Regions from separate parts of the Xenopus laevis genome. Here region 2 is linked to region 1. The links are chromatin contacts, called in public Hi-C maps. All regions are on one chromosome and are shown on one strand. The core of a region is the stretch at or near the end of the contact, and the rest is flanking DNA. Distances in the headings are between cores, read along the strand shown. Region 1 has its middle 32 kb from the start of LOC121394882. Region 2 holds the start of prdm14.L (PR domain zinc finger protein 14).

Evidence for each region. A called contact is a pair of places that touch in the nucleus more often than the background predicts.
Region 2: a Hi-C map of the XTC cell line shows a contact between it and region 1, with 2.2 times the contacts expected there. The contact joins the promoter of prdm14.L here to the enhancer-like site in region 1. A contact is called at or near these places in 2 of 4 Hi-C or Micro-C datasets (the XL177 cell line and the XTC cell line).

The regions. Positions count from the first base shown.
Region 1 is chr6L:128,566,970-128,571,863 of Xenopus_laevis_v10.1, reverse strand. No RefSeq gene overlaps it. Among protein-coding and RNA genes, the nearest start is that of LOC121394882, 32 kb to the right of the region's middle. Within about 2 kb of position 2,548, at least 2 of the 7 cell types and tissues checked have an H3K27ac peak or open chromatin away from gene starts, as enhancers often do.
Region 2 is chr6L:128,629,849-128,634,742 of Xenopus_laevis_v10.1, reverse strand. It overlaps prdm14.L (PR domain zinc finger protein 14), which reads left to right and starts at 2,899. Exons shown (of 8, transcript XM_018268079.2): 1 at 2,899-3,104.

The DNA.
Region 1 (4,894 bases), core at 1,299-3,798:
ACTGATTTTGCCTCCAATAAAGATTAAATATATTTTCGTTTGGATCAAGTACAAGCTATTGGTTTATTATTACAGTTTGGATTGTAGGGATATTCTGTGAATCATTTTCACTTTTAACTAATTTAAATAAATGTTCATTGACAATGCTGAGTGTTGGTTGCAAATGCAGACATACCCTGACCTGCTGTATAGATACCCAATAACTAATAAGAAGAAGTGTCAAAATGGCACTCTTTGTTATTTGATACCTTTCTATAGTTGTTGCATATTATAATTTATACATTATTTCTATTCTTTGCAAAAAGCTGGCTATTTGATCAAGATTTTTTTCCTGAGCCGTAGCACAAAAATGGAATATGGAATAAATAAAACGATGGCTATTCCCAGGAGATGGGTTGTGTCCTCAGTTTCCCTGCAGCTCATATAGTACGTGTAGAGGGGAATTTGGGAGCTATAGCCTATTAAGGCCAATCAGTTAACAGGTCAGTCATTAAAAGATGACATGTTTGTCACACCTCAGTATCACAACAGCTGCCCTGGTGCCTACACCTGAAAGGATCTAATGGTCATTCATCTGATTTCCTCCAACAACAGTAGACAATACATACACAAATAATACCCAAGGCAGCCTATTAGCTCAATGATTACCCCACTCATTGCTGTAACCTATAAGGAAAATGAGTCTAATGATCCTTGGGGTGTGCCAGGAGTCTCTGCTGTTACATGATGAAATTCTATTTGCTTCAGTGAAAAAAAAGGACACCAACATTTCCTTCTGGCTCATTGTTTATTCTACATGAGAAAAGTCAAATAAAAATCTAATTCTGACTCCTAGCCACGTCATAGCCATCATAGCCAGCATTACAGCAAGCCAAGTGGCTCCCCAACACTTGTTAGCTAAACAGCCTCAAAGAAGTTGATACAGATTAATAAAACTCTTTTCATTATATTGCATTTCTTATGAGTTTGAAATTTATATAGAAAATACGTGCGTTCATCTTCATGGAACAGCTAAGGGATCTATTATCCAGAATGCTTGGGATTTGGATGTATTTTCGTATATGGGGGTATTCTATAATTTGGAACACTATGATCTATTAAATAAAAACACAGTATGGTTTTGCCTTCAGTATGCCATTAATATGGATTTAGGCAACTAAGTAACATAAAGTACAGGCTTTACCTCTTGTATAGGTGATTGGTTGTTTGTGTATGTAATTGTTATGTTTAAGACATACATCCATTTATAGCACAGCGCTGTGGAATATGTTTATTAATACGTTACTTTTCAAAATGTTTTATTGTTTTTTTTCATTGACAAGAACAAAATACAGCAGTTTATCAAAATTATATCACACTCTGTCTCACAATCTGACAAAATGTTAGTCATGCTTTAAAAATACTTAGCAAAATATAGGGAATATTAATCAAAAGAGTATAAATCTAAACATATCTATCTCTGCTCAAATAATGAATAATAGCCCAAAAGAGTAAGAAAGATTCAAATCTCTGTTCGTCCCTTTCTTTTCCTTTTTCTTTTTAACTAAAGGGGCTATTCCCCTCTGTATTGGAAAAACATTGAAATGCAAACAAAATGTGAATAAATACATGATACTATTAATGACTATTACAGAAAATACATACAACTAATAAAATATTGTCATTTAAACATTACTGGTCAGACTTATGTTTTTAAAACAAGAAAATATTTCAAATTCAAAGTTTCAACATTTATTGAATATAAAATAATAGTACATTTATGGCATCCATTATCTGGAAAACCATTATCCAGAAAGGCCATCTCCCACAAGACTCCATTTTATCCAAAGATTAAAAATGATTTCTCTTTTCTCTGTAATAATAAAACAGTGCCTTGTATTTGATCCAAACTAAGATATAATTCATCCTTATTGGAAGCAAAACCAGCCTATTGGATTTATTTAATGTTTACATGATTTTCTAGTAGACTTAAGATATGAAGATCCAAATTATGAAAACTACAGTGCCCTTCCACTTGGCTGTCTGTCCTTTCTATCTGTATGTCACACACTGGGTATTACTATTCTTGTTCTATTTTACTCATTTGTTTGTTGGATTAATACGTCATTCTTTGTTCAGTCTACCCCTTTTTTTAATTCCTTCCGTTCATTCCTTCTGTCTTTCTCCAGTGACCTATCCATACATCTACCTACTTTTGCCTATCTATCTTTGTTTCTCTATCTTTGCCACTATCTATAGATCATCTGTCTCTGTCCTCATCCTTTCTTTGTTTCGGGGTAATGTACTTAAACCTACTGCCCACATGATGAAGTTAATTGCCGTTCTTAACTGCTGTGTCTGTATGTAAAAGAGTGGCACACTTTGAATGGAGGAGCAGTAAAAGAAAAAGAAAAGATTGACCAGAGGGTAACCCCCCTTCCTTTAAAAACCTTGCAGTGCAATTGCCTTTATTAACAAGCCCACAATGTTGTTAGAAGCCCACACAGGCCCGATGCTAGAAGACTTTAAACAATGCCCGAGGCACATGCAGACACAATTACCCTAGGTCTGCACACTTTACATCTTAATAGGGATTAAGTCTTCTTAGCACGTGTGCAGCACACTCCCAGCAGCCCTCACACTAATTCCGTGTAAGGCAGCATCAGTCAGAGACAACAGAGGACGTAAGACAGGGCAAACAGAATGTAAATACAGCATATTGAATGATCCCTTTACAGCCCAGATGTGCACATTTGAATGCACTGAATATCAGCACTTCTGTTCAGAGCACCTATGGCAACCATAAAAAACAACAGTTTATGGCCACCACACCATATCACGGCATCATTACTGGCTGAAGCAAACAGGACTTTTATTAAATGACTTACTGCCAAGTCTGATTTAAGTGTTTACAGTCTCATTGACAGCAGGGATCTCTACACACATATAACACGTCCAATTAGCAATAAGCTAAACCAAGCGCTTGTGTATTTTGATGGCTTATTTTGGATCAACATTTCATTTTGTAAGACAAACCTCCCAAGGATATAACATCCTCTGTAGGTCAAGGCACATTCTAGATGAAGCACTACCATAAGTGATGCAGTTGCCCCTAGAATTAGGCTGATGCTTTGATGACGTATTATTTGCTTAAAACTTTATAAAGTTGAGGGAAAAAAGGTTAAATGTTTGATCCGTCTAATAAATATGTGCTGATGATTTCTTTTAGCTAACCCCCTAAAAAAAAACTAAAAAAAAAAATACAGAAAAAAAGAGTGGGGAAACATGAACAGCATAAAATGTATTAAGTAAAAATACACTGCTTCCAGCGGAAGTCACTCTAAGAAAAACACGTAAACAATTTACGCCTTATTTTACACAGCGAAGATTGGTGATGGGTGGTGTATTATCCTACCATTTTTTACACCACATAATAAATATGCCCCTTATTGTGCCATCCCAGATGATCAACAACTTCAGCTCTTTCTGACCTTGTTCCACCATCGTCATGCTGTTGGAATTGGCATTATATGTATCTGTGTTCTCTGCTGCTGTAGGTACTTGGGATGGCTAGTCACATATTCATATTGCCAAAAGTTTAATTTCTGACTGATATAACCATGATATAACCATGTTCCTCAAAGAATGCCATATACTGTCATATGTAGAAGGAGCACAGCCAACTCTGGTTATAAGATTGATCCCATTGGGTCAGTTGTCTGGATTAGTGCAATAGGCAAAAAATCGCAACATGTGAATAAATGGTGTTGTCACCAGTAGGCTGGGGTGAAGTTATCATCCTACATATAAATCTAGGGGTGATAACTTAGAAACACAATCCTTCACTGTAATTTCAGACCTGTACTTAAACTACTTGATTTCTAGCCTGCTTTACAGGACATTAATTACCCTGTAAGGGTAATTAAAAGAAATATTTTGAGACTGAAACTGCTACAGTACCACCTACTGATGACAAGGGGAAGTGCTGTTGCTTTAATGTGTGTGTTTTCACATTCATTTTTGAGCATAAAAGTAAAAGAGTAGAATGTATGCATAAGTGGAAAATACAGGGCAAGAATGATCTGTACACACAATTATTCCTCCACATTCCCTACTTTATTGTCTATTTAACAGAAATAATATAAGATACAGATATTACACTAAATTAAATATATTTGATTCAGGCCAAATAGAGATACAAGAGATATATACTTTAGTTTTCTATGAAATTTTCTATGGAATGGCACAAAAAGAGTAAAAAAAAAAAAAAGGTAATTATTACATAAGGTTTGTAAACTTAATACTGAACCAAGGTTTTAGGTGCTTTAACTAACGAGTGGCCAGTATAAATGGATCCAGCTGCGTGAATTAAGCTTAGTATGCACAGCAGTAATCGATCTGGGAAGTCTGAATATTCTTATGTGCAAACAGAGCTGTTCTCTAAGCATTGGGCATCACAAACATAAGTGATGATCAGGGCAAAACTAGGAATTTGATTGGACTTAGGGCTCTTACTGATGAGCGGTTGAAGCTGCACTCCCCAGCGTTCTGTTTTTCTGCGTTCAGCCGCAGGGGAGCGCAGGAATAGACGCATTTAGCTTTTTTCCATGGGGCTGTACTCACACAGGCACGTGTAGGTGCCGAACGCAGCAAAAATGCAGCATGTTGCGTCTCAACCTGCGTTTGGTGTTTACACGCGCCTGTGTGAGTACAGCCCCATGGAAAAAAGCTAAATGCGTCTATTCCCGCGCTCCCCTGCGGCTGAACACAGAAAAACGGAACGCAGGGGAGCGCAGCTTCAACCGCTCGTCAGTAAGAGCCGTTAAACTCAGGAAGAGAGGCCTTACGGAATGGCACAGGTAGTCTGTTTTTTCTCAAGAAAAAGGGAATCACCAAATATGTATCCAAGTCACTT
Region 2 (4,894 bases), core at 1,650-4,149, 63 kb before region 1:
TTTGAGCCCAGTCAGCGCGTGTAACGTGTGAAGTTTATACATAGAGGGCGCCACTAGGGGACAGTGATCTGCGCAATAAGACTGGAACCAAACAGCACATTGAACCTGTTAGATTGAGACCTGCACATTTAAACAAGGTTCTAACATTCATTCAAACCAGGCCTGGGATAGTAGTCTGTGGGTTCTGGCAACAAATGCCAGAGGGGCTGCTGTAAATTGCCATCGACAATCGTTATTTATTGGGCTGGCGGCGGGTTGTTTGGGCCTCTGTGTACCTGAAATCTCAGTCCTGACCTGATTCGAACCGGTACCACCAGGGACCTGCAGGCATCACTGATAAGAAGGAGACAAGCAGCACATTAAAGCATATTGAAACCAGTTATAACTTGGGAAATTAAGGCTAAATTGACCAGCAAACCTAATAAAGGTCCAGGCAGAGACTGAAACGTTAAGCTGTCACTATACTCGGTATAATAATAAGGTCATTTTATGCTGAAGTTTAGTTATTTATATCACGTGTGAATTGTGGCTTTACACAAACAGCAAGTCCCCAGCAATGAGCACAATTCCAGCTAGAAGCCCTGTCCTGTTTAATGGGCTGTTCCTAGAATCCCCCTGCCTTGACATATTTTGATTTAGTTAAGTGGGCATCATCTATATTGGAGGAAAACACAAACACATTGATTATATGTTGCCAGAGGGCTATGTGTGCAGCTAATGCATATTTCTTCCCTACAAGCAGGACTAGGAGTGAGAGCTGCCCAAGCCTGTGTCATCCCATGAGCTGTGCTTGTGTAGAACTGCACCTAGGGACACAGCTGCTTGTACTCATCTGTCACTGATTAGCTGATTGTCTCCCCAATTTAAGGGATTACTGATAAGATCTATATTTCAACTGAGCTGTGTGTCTGGGGGTGTCTGCTTTGGGGGACTTTGCAGGTTTCTCAGAGGCCCAGAGTGGGCAATAATGGGATAAATAAAGGGCCCAGTTGGTGATGTCCTGGTTCTGCAGCCAACCTGAAGCCTGTATGGCAATATATTCACATATATACACAGACATATATATATATATACACATATATACACACATATATACACATATATACACATATATACACACATATATACACATATATACACATATATACACACATATCACGCAACCTTCGCTCTGCTTCTGATCTTCGCCTCACTTCTCCTCTCATCTCTCACTTCTGCCCATTCTCATCTACAAGACTTCTCTTAGGCTTCTGCTTTTCTCTGGAACTCTCTGCCTCGAGCTGTCAGACTTTCTCCTTCTTTCCAAACTTTCAAAACTCTCCTTAAAGACCCACCTGTTTAAAGAAGCTTATTCAATGTACCTTAATTAATCAATCATAGCTGTATCATAAATCATACATTGTTTCTAAAATCCTAATGTCTCAATTGTACCCTGACCTTTAGTTTGTAAACTCTAATTTGTAGGGCCCTCTAATCCTATTGTACTCTGTGACCCTTCTTTGTTATCATCCATTTATTCCCTGTTTGTTATAACTAAGGTAAAGCACTGCGTATCTTGTCGGCGCTATATCAATAAATAAATAAATAAATGATGATGATATATACACATATACACATATATACAGTAGAACCCCCATTTAACATCCCCTGATTTTAAGTTTTTCCTCATTTTACATTGTTGTTTTGTGGTCCCACCTATATATTATACAGAATACATTTCCCTGATTTTACATTTTCCTGGATTTTACACCATTTTTTTCTGGTCCCCCAAAAAACATAAAATGGGGGTTGTAGTGTATACACATACACACATATATACACATATATATACACACACACACAAATATATATATATATACACATTTATACACATTTATACATATATTAGGGATGCACCGAATCCACTGTTTTGGATTCGGCCGAACCCCCGAATCCTTCGCGAAACATTCGGCTGAATACCGAACTGAATCCTGATTTACATATGCAAATTGGGATTCGGTTCAGCCGGGCAGAAGGATTCGGCCGAATCCGAATCCTGCTGAAAAAGGCCGAATCCTGCCCGAATCCCGAACTGAATCCTGGATTCGGTGCATCCCTAACATATATACACATATATACACATATATATATAGAAGTAGTAGAGATCGCACTCACGGGTCTTAGGTATAGTAAGTAGATTTTTATTGTGGACAATCGCTGAGGTTTCGGCTGATACAACAGCCAAGTGAGAAAGGCTGTTGTATCAGCCGAAACGTCAGCGATTGTCCACAATAAAAATCTACTTACTATACCCAAGACCTGTGAGTGCGATCTCTACTACTCAGGGGCGATCCTGGCCCCCCCTCCCCCGGAAATTCGCTCTTAAAGTAGCAGGAGCAGCTTTTTTGGCACCCCTGGTACCTAGTGGGGCGCTGCTGCCTGAGGCGACAGCCTCAACTTGCCTCATTGGCGAAGCACCCCTGTTACTACTTCTATTGACTTTACTGAACGAGGACTGCACCCAGGCACCGATGACCTCAATATCGTGAGTGCCGGTTATTTGCTCTACACACACATATATATATACACACACATTTACACATATAAACGCATATATATACACATATATAAACATATACACACATTTATACACATACACACACACACACATATATATATATACACATTTATACACACATATATACACACACACATATATACATAGACACACATATACACACATACACATATATCCATCAGCAGGTACAGTGAGGAGCAGCCTTCTAAGGAAGGTCCACAGAGACCAAGGGAAGATGAGCAGATCACTAGCCAATGGCTGTTGGGGGTGAGGTGGGAGGGGCTAGAGATGCAGTTTTTCAGGACACACTTTGGGACTGCACGTGACCCCCACCCCCTTTCCTGAATTTCCTTTTAACACCATCTGCCTCGTACAAGTCTCAGACACGAGCAAGAGCTCACACTCCAGGCTTGATCCTTCCCAAAGCAAGAGATGAGCCAGAGCCCGACCCCTGCACCAGGCAACAGTCATTAGACACGGGATGAGCTGGAGCCGCAGGATTCTACTTGGAGGCTTAACTGGAATTATCGAGCTTTCACTGCTGACAGTAAGTACAATTCCCTTCTAAATGCGTCGAATTATTGCTCTTTGGCGCAACCTTAAGCGCTAAGTGCGTCATTCTGCAACCTCTGGCAGCCAGACTGATGTCTCAACGTTTTGTTAATGTGGAGCGACGGCTTCATTATTTGTGACCTCTTCCCCTGACCCCGTGTTTGTCCATTTGTGTGTCACGACCCCGTTTTGTTTCAATGATCGCTCTGCCATTCATCTCGCCCATCGGATCCCATTCATGGACATTTAAGCTGCTGTCCGTTTAACAATCGTGCGAATTGTTTATTGATCATTAAAAAAAGGTTATTGTAAGCGGGGACTGTTTAACCCGACCCCCTGCACATAAACCACTCGCTGGGGTCGGCTGGGCTCATTTATTCCTTCCAGATCCACAACCCGAATTAGCCCTTTATTTTCCTGTATCTGATGAGAACGAAATTGACATTGATTTTTAAATATTCTCCATAGCCAGTTGACAAAATTCGTTTCAATTTATATCTATCTATGTTTCTGTATTGTCTGTAACTAAATTCATAAATGATCAAACCAATTCCAAACACACATATACACAATAATTTTTTTTCTAACGAATATAATTAATTAGAGAACTGGAATCCTTATTCTCTTGATTTTACATAATTATCCCTTGTGCCAGAACAGAGCTTCTACAAAAAGGTACATATAAAACATTTATTTCTCCCCCAAATCCAAGGAAAAATAAAAATGTACACAAAATGAACCCACAAAAATATTTGTTGATTGTAAATTTCCAATTCTATAAAGAATAATAATAATACATAATTTATTACTGAACCTACAAAGAAATAACCTTGATGAGAGTCAATATCCTTCTGTTGTTAGAAGGATTCAGGGCTAAATTTACACAATATTCAGGTAATCTCCCCATTTTCTCTTTCCCTTTTGTGTGAATGAATATATCCCCTGCCTTGGGCATGACTTTTGGTATCAGCAATCACTTAATTAGCTGCTAGAGAAGCTGCATTACATACAGAGAAAAGATTGCAAAGCAGCACCTTAAAACCAACTCAGGGAGGGAACTATGCAAGTCAATGAGATCCCTTACTAAGCAGGGCTTGGAATGATTCTCTTCATTATGGTATTGGTACCCAATTAGCAATCTAATAATAGGGTTTATCTGACAAACCTACTGCTCTTAGACCTGTGTTTATTTGCAACAAACTAAAAATCAGAAATGTTCTCATGGGGAAGGAAATGTTAAAGTGTAACTTTTAATAGAATTGGATTTTTACCATAGAAAATGATCTGAAACTTTAAGAAAACGAATAATTAAATGAGAGCAAACGAATAATTTATGGCAAGCCTGCAATGTTCATTTCTATAAGTCAATGTTAACTTTATAAACCAAATCCTTTTTAAGTCACGTGAGTAATTAATTAGGGCAAGCATAAAAAAAAAAAAGCAAATTAAATAATATCTGGAATGAGCAAAAAAAATCAGTGCAGGGTTAGAAAGAAATATTAGGAACTTGCACTAGAAATCTGATTTATTTGTTTTTTTTTTAAATGAATATATTAGAATTGCTTGTATTAATTGTCTTATTAATATAATTATTGCATTTTTTTTGCATGTAGTTTCTGTTGTTATTGATGTAACTATCTATTCATAAAATAATAATAAAAAATATATAAAATAATGCCACCTGAAACAAAAAAAAAAACAAAAAAAGAAATGTTAGGAAAAATGCAATGGTGCAATGCTGGTTTTCAATCATCTCTCATTATGTAATGCAGCTAATTAAGTGAT